Linked DNA regions of Sus scrofa: all the other regions are linked to region 1. A link is a contact called in public HiChIP or PLAC-seq data. All regions are on one chromosome and are shown on one strand. The core of a region is the stretch at or near the end of the contact, and the rest is flanking DNA. Distances in the headings are between cores, read along the strand shown. Region 1 overlaps GNAS (GNAS complex locus). Region 2 overlaps LOC102161214 (a long non-coding RNA gene). Region 3 has its middle 20 kb from the start of PRELID3B.

The links. HiChIP or PLAC-seq counts read pairs in DNA pulled down with a chosen protein or histone mark.
Region 2: an H3K27ac HiChIP or PLAC-seq map of skeletal muscle shows a contact between it and region 1. The contact joins two enhancer-like sites. A contact is called at or near these places in 8 of 47 Hi-C or Micro-C datasets (brain, embryonic fibroblasts, epiblast stem cells and 5 more) and 2 of 2 datasets of contacts at active chromatin or transcription factors (alveolar macrophages and skeletal muscle).
Region 3: an H3K27ac HiChIP or PLAC-seq map of skeletal muscle shows a contact between it and region 1, with 5 times the contacts expected there. The contact joins two enhancer-like sites. A contact is called at or near these places in 1 of 47 Hi-C or Micro-C datasets (embryonic fibroblasts) and 1 of 2 datasets of contacts at active chromatin or transcription factors (skeletal muscle).

What each region holds. Positions count from the first base shown.
Region 1 is chr17:59,011,514-59,015,126 of Sscrofa11.1, forward strand. All of the region lies in intron 1 of GNAS (GNAS complex locus), which reads left to right. Among named protein-coding and RNA genes, the nearest start is that of GNAS, 28 kb to the left of the region's middle. Within about 2 kb of position 1,673, at least 19 of the 83 cell types and tissues checked have an H3K27ac peak or open chromatin away from gene starts, as enhancers often do. A contact at or near this core is called in skeletal muscle, where this site is marked.
Region 2 is chr17:59,236,958-59,240,570 of Sscrofa11.1, forward strand. All of the region lies in intron 1 of LOC102161214 (a long non-coding RNA gene), which reads left to right. Among named protein-coding and RNA genes, the nearest start is that of PRELID3B, 54 kb to the left of the region's middle. Within about 2 kb of position 1,999, at least 3 of the 83 cell types and tissues checked have an H3K27ac peak or open chromatin away from gene starts, as enhancers often do. A contact at or near this core is called in skeletal muscle, where this site is marked.
Region 3 is chr17:59,203,046-59,206,658 of Sscrofa11.1, forward strand. No RefSeq gene overlaps it. Among named protein-coding and RNA genes, the nearest start is that of PRELID3B, 20 kb to the left of the region's middle. Within about 2 kb of position 1,831, at least 44 of the 83 cell types and tissues checked have an H3K27ac peak or open chromatin away from gene starts, as enhancers often do. A contact at or near this core is called in skeletal muscle, where this site is marked.

The DNA of each region.
Region 1 (3,613 bases), core at 423-2,922:
AGCAGACACTAAAATAAAGCAAGGCTGCTCCAGACTGGCTGGCAGATGGCGCTCGGCTTTTACTGTTGAGAGCCTGGCTTTTCAAAATTCCCTGTGAGCGGGCGGAAGGCACAGCTCCCCAAGCCCCCTCCGCTGATCCTCCTTCCCAGGGACCCAGCCCCGCCCCCAAGGCCCAGGGCCAGCTTTAAAGGTTTTCCAGTTGAACAATGGATATCGGAGGACAGATCCTGTCACTTGGAACTAGTGGCTCTGTGAGACCCTAGCCAGGGCAGAAAACACACTATCAGAGTGACCTCTGCCTCCCCAGCCCGCCTGCGTGCCCTGGGCCTTCCGGGAACCAGTTCTGGGGCCTTGGGCAAATCCTTTATCTTCTGGGTCCCTGCTTTCCCCATCTGAAAAGTGAGGGGTGTGTCCTTCTCACTGTAAAACTTCTTCGAGTCTCTCCTAAAAAGTTTGACTAGAACAGGTATGCCAAACACCCCCTCCCTGACGCCCGCCAGCCCCGCAGACACACACTCTGCCCTTTCAAGTTGCCTTCCAAAATGGCAGATTGCACAGGAAACTCCAGGCCTCGCTCTTGCCCCTGGATTCATAATTAATAATTTCTGGGTACCCATCACAGAAGAATCTTTGCAGGAAGCAGAGGAGTGTGGGACTTTTTTCTCACCCCAATCGAGAGCTAGAAAAGAACTCCAGATGTGGGCAGAGGTCCCTTTTTCCATCAGGGAAACCCAGGGAGCCTTCCTGGAGGAGGTGGCATTTGAGACAGTATGGGAGGATGCAGGGAAATGAGGGAATAGGATTTGGGGTGGATGTGCGATGCTGTCTCAGAACATACTGGCTGAGGGGGACTCCTTATCGCTTTTTCATCCATGAGCACGTCGTTGGGGTTTGAGGGTCTCGGAGATGGCAGGGCTAGTTCTCATTTTCCCCCCTCTACCGCCCCCCCCCCAACCTCTCAGGGCTGCAAAACCCCTGTGTGCTAAGGAGCATGCTTACTAGGAAGAGTCTTCCCAGCTAAGTTGGGACCCCTGTCCTCCATCCCAGGCCTGACCCTGGACTTGGGGGAAGGTCACTTCTGCCTTGTTGAGGCCAAGTCTCCAGGGGAGGGGAGGTTGCCTCTGATGGCGGCTGGGGCCAGGTTCCTCGGTTCCAAAGAGAACAGGCATCCTTGCCACTCCCCCGCCCCGCAGCAGCTGTAAAATCATGAGCTCATCTGTTCGAGAAGGGCCTCGAGAACTCCTGCCAGGGCCTCCCGAGTCCCTTCCGTCATGGGAACGTATCCGTTCCCAGTGAAACCTGCCCGCCGTGCCCATCCTTAGACGCGTCCCCTGCTCTCTTTCTTTCATAGTTGAAAAATCAAAGGACCTGATAAAATACATCAACGTCGGGCAAAAGTTTTCCCCCTTCTGCCATGAAAATCCTCTTCTTTAAGTTAACAAACTTTATTCCCACATTCTTCGCCTACACGCCGCATCTTCTGGGGCGTCTAGAAAGCTTTCCTTACCTTCGTGCTCGTCACCCCCCCCCACGTGCAGCCCACCCCTTGGCCAGGATGCAGGGGCGCCAGGACTCTGGGTGGGGGGCGCGGGGAAGGCAGGGCAGGTGGGCTCCCCCGTGTCCGGCCCCTTTTCTGGGCCGTAGAGCGCCTCCCCCACCAGAGGTCAGCAGAGAGCGTGGAATGCCTGGGAAGCTCGCAGGAAGTGGGATCACTTGGAATTTTCTAGATGAAATGTTAGGAAGCGCAAGGGAAAAAAGCCGCAGGTTTTTGCGGGGAGGGGGGCGGATCTCGGGGTTGGGGTCTCAAACTGTGCTGGGTGCCAGGGAGCTTGGCTTTCACACCCAGCCTGCCATTCTGGGCTTGGGGGCCTGTGCATTTGGTGGGTGTCTTTGCCCGGTTCTCCCCCCTCCACGACACACACGCCTTTTTCCTTCTGGGGGCCATGCCCGCTCAGCTCAGTCTCCCCGCCCCAAGGCCCCCCGGTGCCAGGCCAGCCCCTTCCCCTTCCCTCGGCGCTGGGAACCCGCACCCCATACTCTCCCCGGCCCCTTTCCCTTTTTCTTCCAGAAGTTGTACTTATTGTTAAAATGACATTCTAATATTCCAGGAAATCCCCCACCCCGCCCTTATCCTGTCCGGGTTTTCTATCTCCTTATCTCCCCCTGTCCTCTGCCCAGATGTATGGATGTCTCTAAAGAGGATGCGACCCGCGGGCACCACTCCATCTCGAGCCCCCCCTGCCGCACTGACTTCCTTAGCGCTTTTCCCACGTTGCGCATTGTGTCCTTTCGGGGCCGGTGTCCTTGCTCAGCCCTTCTGCCCGGGTTGCGCAGGGGGCAAAGGGACCCGCTGCCTTTGTCTTTCCTCCCCTGCACGTTTGCGAACCCCCCTGAGGTTAAAAAGCAGCTCTCGCCAGCCTGTTCTTTCCTGGAGAGAGAGAGGTGCCAAAGGAAGGGGAGAGAGAGGGGAACACAGGAGTGAAATAAAAAGTTTGACAGAGAGAGAAGGGAGAGCGAAAAAAGCGCCGTTAGTAAACTGGGCTCTGAACCCAGGAACCCAAGACGGCTGCCTGTCCTCTAGGAACTTAGCTTCTGGAAGGGAAGCGATCTGATCAGGTTGCAAGTCATTGAAGCTGCACCAGGCAGAGCTGGAGAGAGGCCAGGGCCAGCGGCCAGCGCAGCTGAGGGGCCAGGCTGGCTGGGACCTGGCCGAGGAGGGCTGGGGAGGCAGGCCCAGGAGTCCAGGGCGGGAGGGGGCATCCACCCCACTGCCCGTGCTGTCCCCTGTGGGTCCCAGGAGTGCAGGGTAGGACGAGCAAAGGGGGAGGCTGCAAGTTGGGGGCCAGCACCAAGGCCCCTGCCCCCCCTCCCCACGGTCCCCTGAGCTCTGACCGCTGCCTGCTTGCCCAGTGGGCCCTTTCTTGCTCCCCCAAATGTTCCTCTCCACATTCTAAAATGATGGTTCCATTTTTTATTTTATATTTTATTTTTTGACGGAGTCCTCCGCCCCCTTCTAGCACAAACTCGACGTTCTGAGTGTCTCTGCAAGCCTTACCCCGCCGAGTGGTTGGGTTGTAAGAAATCTGGCCCCCTGGGGACCTTTTTGGCTTCAAGAAAAAGAGCCCATCTTTGTGAGTTCTTTGGTTTGGTGGCTCCTCACAACCAGACAAGCTAAATCTGAAGGGTGAAAGCAAACTCCCTGTGCGGTAGGCACACATCTTAGATGCGGAGGAAATCCTTAGCCGTTTACAGGTTGCTTGTCCTCGAGAACTTGGCTCCGGCTAGACCCAGTATCAGCATTGTGTGCTTTTTTTTTTTTTCTTTCTTTTTTTTTTTTTTCCTTCCTTCCTCCCTTCCTCTTCTTCCTTCCCCACACTTTTGAAAAACAAGTTTTATTCTCCTGGGTATGTTCATTAGAGAGAGACAATTCTAGTCAGTGAGGAGGGGGGCTGGGGATTCTGCAGGAGACAAGATTGATTGCTGAGGGCTTGGGAGGGGGGGCGCCCAGTGCACGTTATACCCAAATCACTCAGGCTGTTTAAAAAAAAAAAAAAAAGTGCAACAGGAGAGCAGATTTCGGCTTCCTGGCGTTCGTGGGGAAAATATTCCGTCA
Region 2 (3,613 bases), core at 749-3,248, 230 kb after region 1:
GAGGTTCCACAGAGGAGGTGATGTCTGAACAGTATCTCGGGGTGAGTACGAGTTGCCCAAGCGAGTAAGGAAGGGCTTTCTGGGCAAAGGACATGGCCTTGCAGCTGTCACGCTAATGCTGGAGAACTGCAGGTTTAAGAGGATTCAACATGTCGTGAGGGCCTGTTTCATGCCAGGCACTCTTCCAGGTACTGGAGATTCAGTGGTGAAAATAGACCTGTGTCTGCTGTCATAGCATTTATATCTCAGTCGAGAAGAGCATTGATAAACAAGTAAATGCAGACAGCTGTGAGGTGGCTTTAGGTGGTGATACATACTATTTGCACGACTTCTCTTCAGGGGCCGTTGTAGTAAAGGAGGAGGTGGAGAACTTAGCAAAAGGGTCCCCACGCACAGAGGAGTCCCTCATCTGAAGGAGCATCAGAAGGGACGCTGCTGTGAACATCGGTGACCAAAACCAGAATGGCCTGGAAGATAGGGATAAATTCCTAGAAACGTACAACCTACCGAGACCGAACCGCGAAGAAATCGAAACTCTGAACAGGCCGGTAACAAATAAGGATATTGAATCAGTAATCAAAACCTCCCAGCAAAGAAAAGCCCGGAGCCCAGTGGTTTTGCTGGTGAATTCTCCTAAACATTTAGACAAGAATGAATGCCAGTCCTTCTCAAACTCATCCAAAAATTGGAGCAGAGGGAACACTCTTAAACTCATTTTATGAAGCTAGCATTACTCTGAAAACAAAGCTGGGTAAGGACATGGAAGAACAGGAAAAAACAACGTCCCCGACAAATATAGATGCCAAAATTTTCAACAAAATACTGGCAAACTGAATTTGACAGAATATTAAAAGGATTATCCACCAAGATTAAGTGGGGTTTATCTCTGGCATGAGATAAATGCATTTATAAATCCCAGCATTTGTTGCAGCATTATTCACAATTTCCAAGACGTGGAAACAACCTAAATGCTGATGAGTGAATGGGTATGTGGCTTGCACGTGTGTGCATGCACATGTGTGCGCACACGCAGACACACGGTGGAGTATTACTCAGCCGTAAAAAGGACATCCTCCCATTTGTTGCAACATGGATGGAATGAGGGCACGATGCTAAGTGAAATAAATCTGAGAAAGACCAATACTGTAGGATTTCACCCATATGTGAAATGTAAACAAGGAAAACTGAGAGAAACAAAGGGGATGGGTGGTTGCCAGGGGCTCAGGGTGGGGAAATGAAGGGGTGCTGGTCCAGGTGTACAGACGTCTAGTTATAAGATGAGTGAGCTCCGGGGATCTAACTAGAGCAGAGTGGCTACAGTTAATGCTGTATTGTGTGCTTGAAAGTTGCACATAAAAAAAGGTAGCTGTGTGAGGTGATGGGTCTGTTAACGTTATTTTGGCAGTCATTTCACAGCATCAAATCATCATGTCATACACCTTAGACTTACATGATGTTAAATAGCAATTGTATCTCAATAAAGCTGGAAAAAACCCTCCCCTCCCTCAGAGCTAAATATTTGCATTTTGAGGTAGGGTCTTCCCTCTCCCTCTTCCTAAAGGAATTGTTTCTATTGCAAAGGTTTGTGAGACATTAGGAAGCAAAGGTTGTCTCAGAGAGGAGGGGTCATTAAGCTGAATAAACTCCCAGATTAATGATTTTGGGTTCCTCTCCTGCAGTTCAGACTCATGCACATGCAGAGCGACATCTGGTTCCCACTGGGTCCCTGTGGGACACTGGGCTTGGGTATCAGGGCAGCTACTGCTGTACATAATAACTCTGACCTCCCTTCCAGGAATTCATTTGCTTCCAGGATAAAAATGAAAAAACTCCAGATGTTAGAAACTTTTCAGGTAGCAGGTGATAGGACTCCCAGGGCCTCTGTGGCTGTAGAACTTCAGAGCTTTCAAAGTGATTTTGAATCATGATCCCGTTTGACCTTCTGGAAAGTTCACAGCTAGCAGGGCAGCCGTGAGGCTCTTATGAATAAGGAAAGTGAGACTCAGAGAGAAAAGGTCAGACTGCTATTAAATCACAGAGCTGCTGCTCCTCCACCAGGAGGATTTGGCCTTCCGGGACACATCTGGCAAACGTCTGGGGACGTTTTTGGCTGTCACAGCTCGGAGGAGGGTACTCCTGGCATCTGGTGGGTAGAAGCCAGGGAATATCACTAAACATCCCACACAACAGACTGGCCCCATGCAACAGATGTCAGCGTAGCCGAAGCTGAGAAACTGCTTCTAGATCCTTCCTGCTCCAGATCCATGCTTTGGTGCTTTCTGGCATCAGCCTCCTCGTTTTGGCAACTTCCATTCTGTCTTGATGAAAAGTGAAAACCAGCTGTCAATCACACCCTCCTGAGGGTGCCCACGACTGTGAACAGAACCCTTTTTGAAGTTTGCTTTGGCATATAAATAATCCCTGCCTTTGTTATAATGTTCTGCCAGATAATGTCTGACTCGGTCCTCACTGAGACTGTTGTGTTTGTCTGTGTTTTCTTCGGGAGCCTATTGTAATAAAATAAAAAGGCAGTGAAGTTGACAGGGTAAAACAGCAGGCTGGGCTGTCAGCGTTTCACAAAGTGTACAGGAGGGCGGTTCATTTGTCTGTTCCCAGCTCCCTGCCGCCCTTCCCTGGGCACTTTGCACTTTGTCACCTGGAAGGTGATGGCGTTTTCCGTCCTTCCTCCTGAGACCACCTGGCTCTGGACACACACACACCCTCCTCCCCCTCCCCCCCCCCGCCCCGAGCCCTTTTCCTCGACGGGCCTCCCGACTTAACTTTGCTGTCCAACGGGGGAAGGTCAGGGTGGTTGGGCCCAGCCCCTGGGCGGTCAGGCTTGATGCAGAGGTTTAATTTAGGCAAGCTGAGAATTCTAAACTGTGGATGGACACGGGTTCCTGAGCAGCTGGCTTAACAAGAAGAGGTGGCATTTTCTGATGAGTCAAGGGGTTTCAGCTTCACCCTGGCCACAGCATCTCTCTGGGTCTTACGGAAAACCTTCCGCTACGGTTTCATTTGATTTCTTGTCCGCTTCATTTTTTGGTTTGTTTGTTTTCTTTTTGGTTATTTTTATTTCCCTGGGTTTTGAGGCTTAACGTGAGGGGATCAGGGTGCTAAGAAACAGCTTGGAAACCTCAGAGGCAGGGAAATTGAATCTCATGTCCGGGGCGAATTTGCTGTGACCTGAAATGGCCACTGTCCTGGTCTACTAGCTCACCCTCAGTTTCCCTAGTTAGGGTCGGGATCTTTTATTTCCTATGACCAGTTTTCTATTTATTTATCTATTTATTTGTGAATGAAGTACAGTTGATTTGCAGTGTTGTATTAGTTTCAGGTATGCAGTAAAGTGATTCAGTTATACATCCTCATGTTATGTATATACATGTATTCTTTTGTAGATTCTTTTCCAATATAGCTTCTTACAAGATATTGACTATAGTTCCCTGTGCTGTACAGTAGGTCCTTTTTTGGTTATCTACCTTAGACCTAGTGGTGTGTATCTGTTCATCCAAACTCCTAATTTATCCCTCCCCCTTCCCCTTTGGTAACCGTAAGTTTGTTTTCTATGTCTCTGAGTCTATTTCTGTTTGGTAAATAAGTTCATTTGAAT
Region 3 (3,613 bases), core at 581-3,080, 190 kb after region 1:
AACTTGGGGATAATGCCTGTCTCACAAGCTTGTTGGGACAGTGAAATCAGATGATGCTTGAGTAGTTACAGGGTGCTGACCAGTGCTGGCCACACTGGGTGAAGCAGGCAAGCCCCACTGGCCATTCCGTGTCCAGCTGCAGCTGCGTCCAGGGATGGGCCTGTCTATGGCCATCATGCTGCAGGCCTCAACAGACGTGAGCTCTCTATGATTAAGGAGCCGTCCAATGGCGCCGTGCAGACCACGCTCACTGGTCCTCAGGAGAGACCGCACATTTGCATTTATTTTTTGTGCCCTCTGCATAGCACAGGGGCTTAGATTAATATTCCATCCGTTGGGTGGATGCATGCATGCATGCATAAATGTTTACAGGAGGGTAATTTATTTTAATGAATAAGCTGAAGTCACCTCAATGTCCAATACAAGAGGAGTGGATAAGCAAGCGGTGCCGTAATCACTTAGCAGAAGACTTTGAAGCCATTAAAATGGAAAATTATGAGGATCACGAAAGACCGGAAAGTAGCTGGTACAATATCACAGGGGAACAAAAGCAGAATACAAAATGGCAGCCATTTCCCAGTCACAGCTACAGGGCCAAAGCGAGAGCAGATACTGAAAGACAGACAGTGTTATCACAGTAGGGAGATTTGCGGTGAATTTTTTAAATTCCATTAATTAGATGAAAATAGTATCTTAGCAGCACAATAACAAGAAAGAAAATGGCTGCCGTGAAGAGAGAAAAATAGGTGATTTTATTTGTTTTTGAAGTATGACAACAGAGTAGAGTGCATTTAAGCGTTTTTTGTTTGTTTGTTTGTTCTTTTTATGGCTGCACCTAAGGCATATGGAAATTGCCCGGCTGGGAGTAAGACTGGAGCTGCAACTGCTGGCTTAGGCCACAGAGGATCCAAGAAGCACCTGCATCCTACCACGGCCTATGGCAATGCCAGATCTTTAACCCCCTGAGCAAGGCCAGGGATCAAACCCATAGCCTCATGGACACTCTGTTGGGTTCTTAATCCGCTGAGCCACACCGGGAACCCTTAAGTATTTTTATGTACATATTTTTTTACATACGTATACACTTGCTTAACCTCCAACCAGGTCGTTTACAGAACATTAAAAGCGGCCGATTTTAAAAGGGGAAAACAGTTTTTGTGTATACTGTGGGGGTGGACAGAAAACTAAGGGACGGTATTATTTTGCACAAAGATATCGCTGTGTCACTAATGAGAAGATAAAATGTTAGAATGTGAAAATCAGCGGAGAGTCAAAGCCCGTTTTTCGATGACGTTCAGAAGCTGACAGATTTTCCGAGGCAAACAATGGGAGCAGACTTTCCTTTTGCACTAAAAGGCCCAAATGGAGGAAAATCACTTTAGAATGATTGCATATAATATGCATAAGTACAAATCCGACACCACCAAAATAGGATGCATAACCTCGGTGTTCCTTTCCAGCAGGATAAACAGAGCCACAGAGAAAAATCCGACTGGAAGTATGCCTTTCAAACGCTCCCCCCAGTTCGGGACGGGGACGGGAGCCCGGGCCGCTCCCTTTCTCCGCCCGCGTCCTTCCCCTGCGGCCCTTCCACACGCGGGCTCGTGGCCGCATCCCCCTCCCCGCACACGGACGCCTCCCGCCGCATCGCAGGCTCTTCCCCGGGGGCGGGGGGCGAGGCATCTGCGGGGCCGCCGGCCGCGCTCTGCTGCCCGCCCCTCCCCGGGCCGCCTTCTCGAAGTGCCCCGGTAGCTCCTGACCCCTCTGGAGGCGGAGCCGGCCCGGGGCTCTGTGCCGGCCGGAGCAGGGCCCCGCGTCCGTGTGGGCGCGGAACGAAGGTGACGGCAGAGTGAGTCACCGGGAGTGAGGGGGAGAGTGCGGAGGAGGGTGCAAATGAAGAGGCTCTGGCGCCGCGGGAGATGCTCGCAGGTCAGGCACCGTGACGTCAGGCCCGAAGCCGGGCTTTAAAAATAGGGAAAGTGCCCTGTGAATCAAAATGATTCCATGCGGAGGAAACGAAGCGGGATGGAAGGTTCTACTGCTTCGTAAAAGTAATTTACGCTCGACCTCAGGACAAGCAAAAGTTACACATCAAAAGAGACTCCCACGTGCTTTAAGTGTTCAGAAACTTCGATCAGAGTCGGAGTCACTCAGAAAGTTCTCAGCAGTAACGCAGGATGCGGGAACATTGACGAGCTGGCCCTCTCCCCTTGCAGTCACCTGCGCAGGGGAGACCACTGGCTTCTCCTTTAGGACCAATAACACGTCTCCAGTGGGTCCCTAGAGAGTTCAGGGTCGGGGTGTCAATGGGCGTGGGTGACAGAGCCTGCATTGCCCAAGACAACCCCAAGGCAGAAAGGCCCCAGGTATGTTTCAGGGTTGCATAACCTGCCCCGACTTGAATAGCCCAGGTTGTTTACTGGTATATGCTTAGCATGCCACATTCAACCAGACTTCGGCAGGGCCAAGTGTAATTAATGTATTGATCTTCTTCTTTCAATGGAAAATAGAAATATATTAGTAACTATTCCAAATTGCCCCTCTGCCTGCAAAGTCTTTGTGAATTCGGTAAGACAGGGTGGTTCAATCCCTTAGTGAACAATGCTATACAAGCATATCATCACAAAAATAGTATTCCTGACACACAGCTGGCATTTAATAAATACCAAACGGCTAGTCAGACGACAGCAATAGTTCTAAATTTAAAAATCAATTCTGTGACATTAATAATAAAAACAATCACCTGTGGGAATTAGATTTTTTTTGTTTTCCTTTAGTGATTCACAAGCCTGTGGTAATAAGTGCAAAAATAGGATTTACCTACCGAATAAAAAATGCTCTATTTATAAGAACCGACCAAGGCCGATAATTAAACACTGTAGTTGTTTAAAGTATAGTTTAAAATTTCAGTCTTTTTATAAAATTAGTTCTAATTTTTAAAATAATGAACAGTACAGGAGACTAGAAAGTATATTTCTTTTTCTTAAATTTTTTTTTTTTTTTGTCTTTTTGCCTTTTCTTGGGCCGCTCCTACAGCATATGGAGGTTCCCAGGCTAGGGGTCGAATTGGAGCTGTAGCCACTGGCCTACACGAGAGCCACAGCAACACGGGATCCGAGCCGCGTCTGCAACCTACACCACAGCCCAGGGCAACGCCGGGTCCTTAACCCACTGAGCAAGGGCAGGGACCGAACCCGCAACCTCATGGTTTCTAGTCGGATTCGTTAACCACTGCGCCACAACGGGAACTCCTTCTTAAATATTCTTAAATCATCTGAAGCAATTTAGGAAGGAATACAAACATGCTAATTTCAGTTTCTGTGTTTACTCTTTATAGACCATCAGGCTGTTGCCATAAATTGTGAAATGAGGGAAACGGTGGTTTTAATGAGGCACACTGGATTTTTCCTGCTTTGTGTAATTTTATCCATATGATAAAACATCAATGCAAAATTAAATATTATACTAGTAAAGAAGACAGAAAGTAAAGGTGTTTTATTTTACCTTTCCCTCCCTCCTCTTGCACTTAGTACCATCAATGAGTTGTTACAAGTATCCGTTTGAGCTGCTGGGCAGGGTTCTAATAATTTATCTCAATAGGGGCCAGCGACAA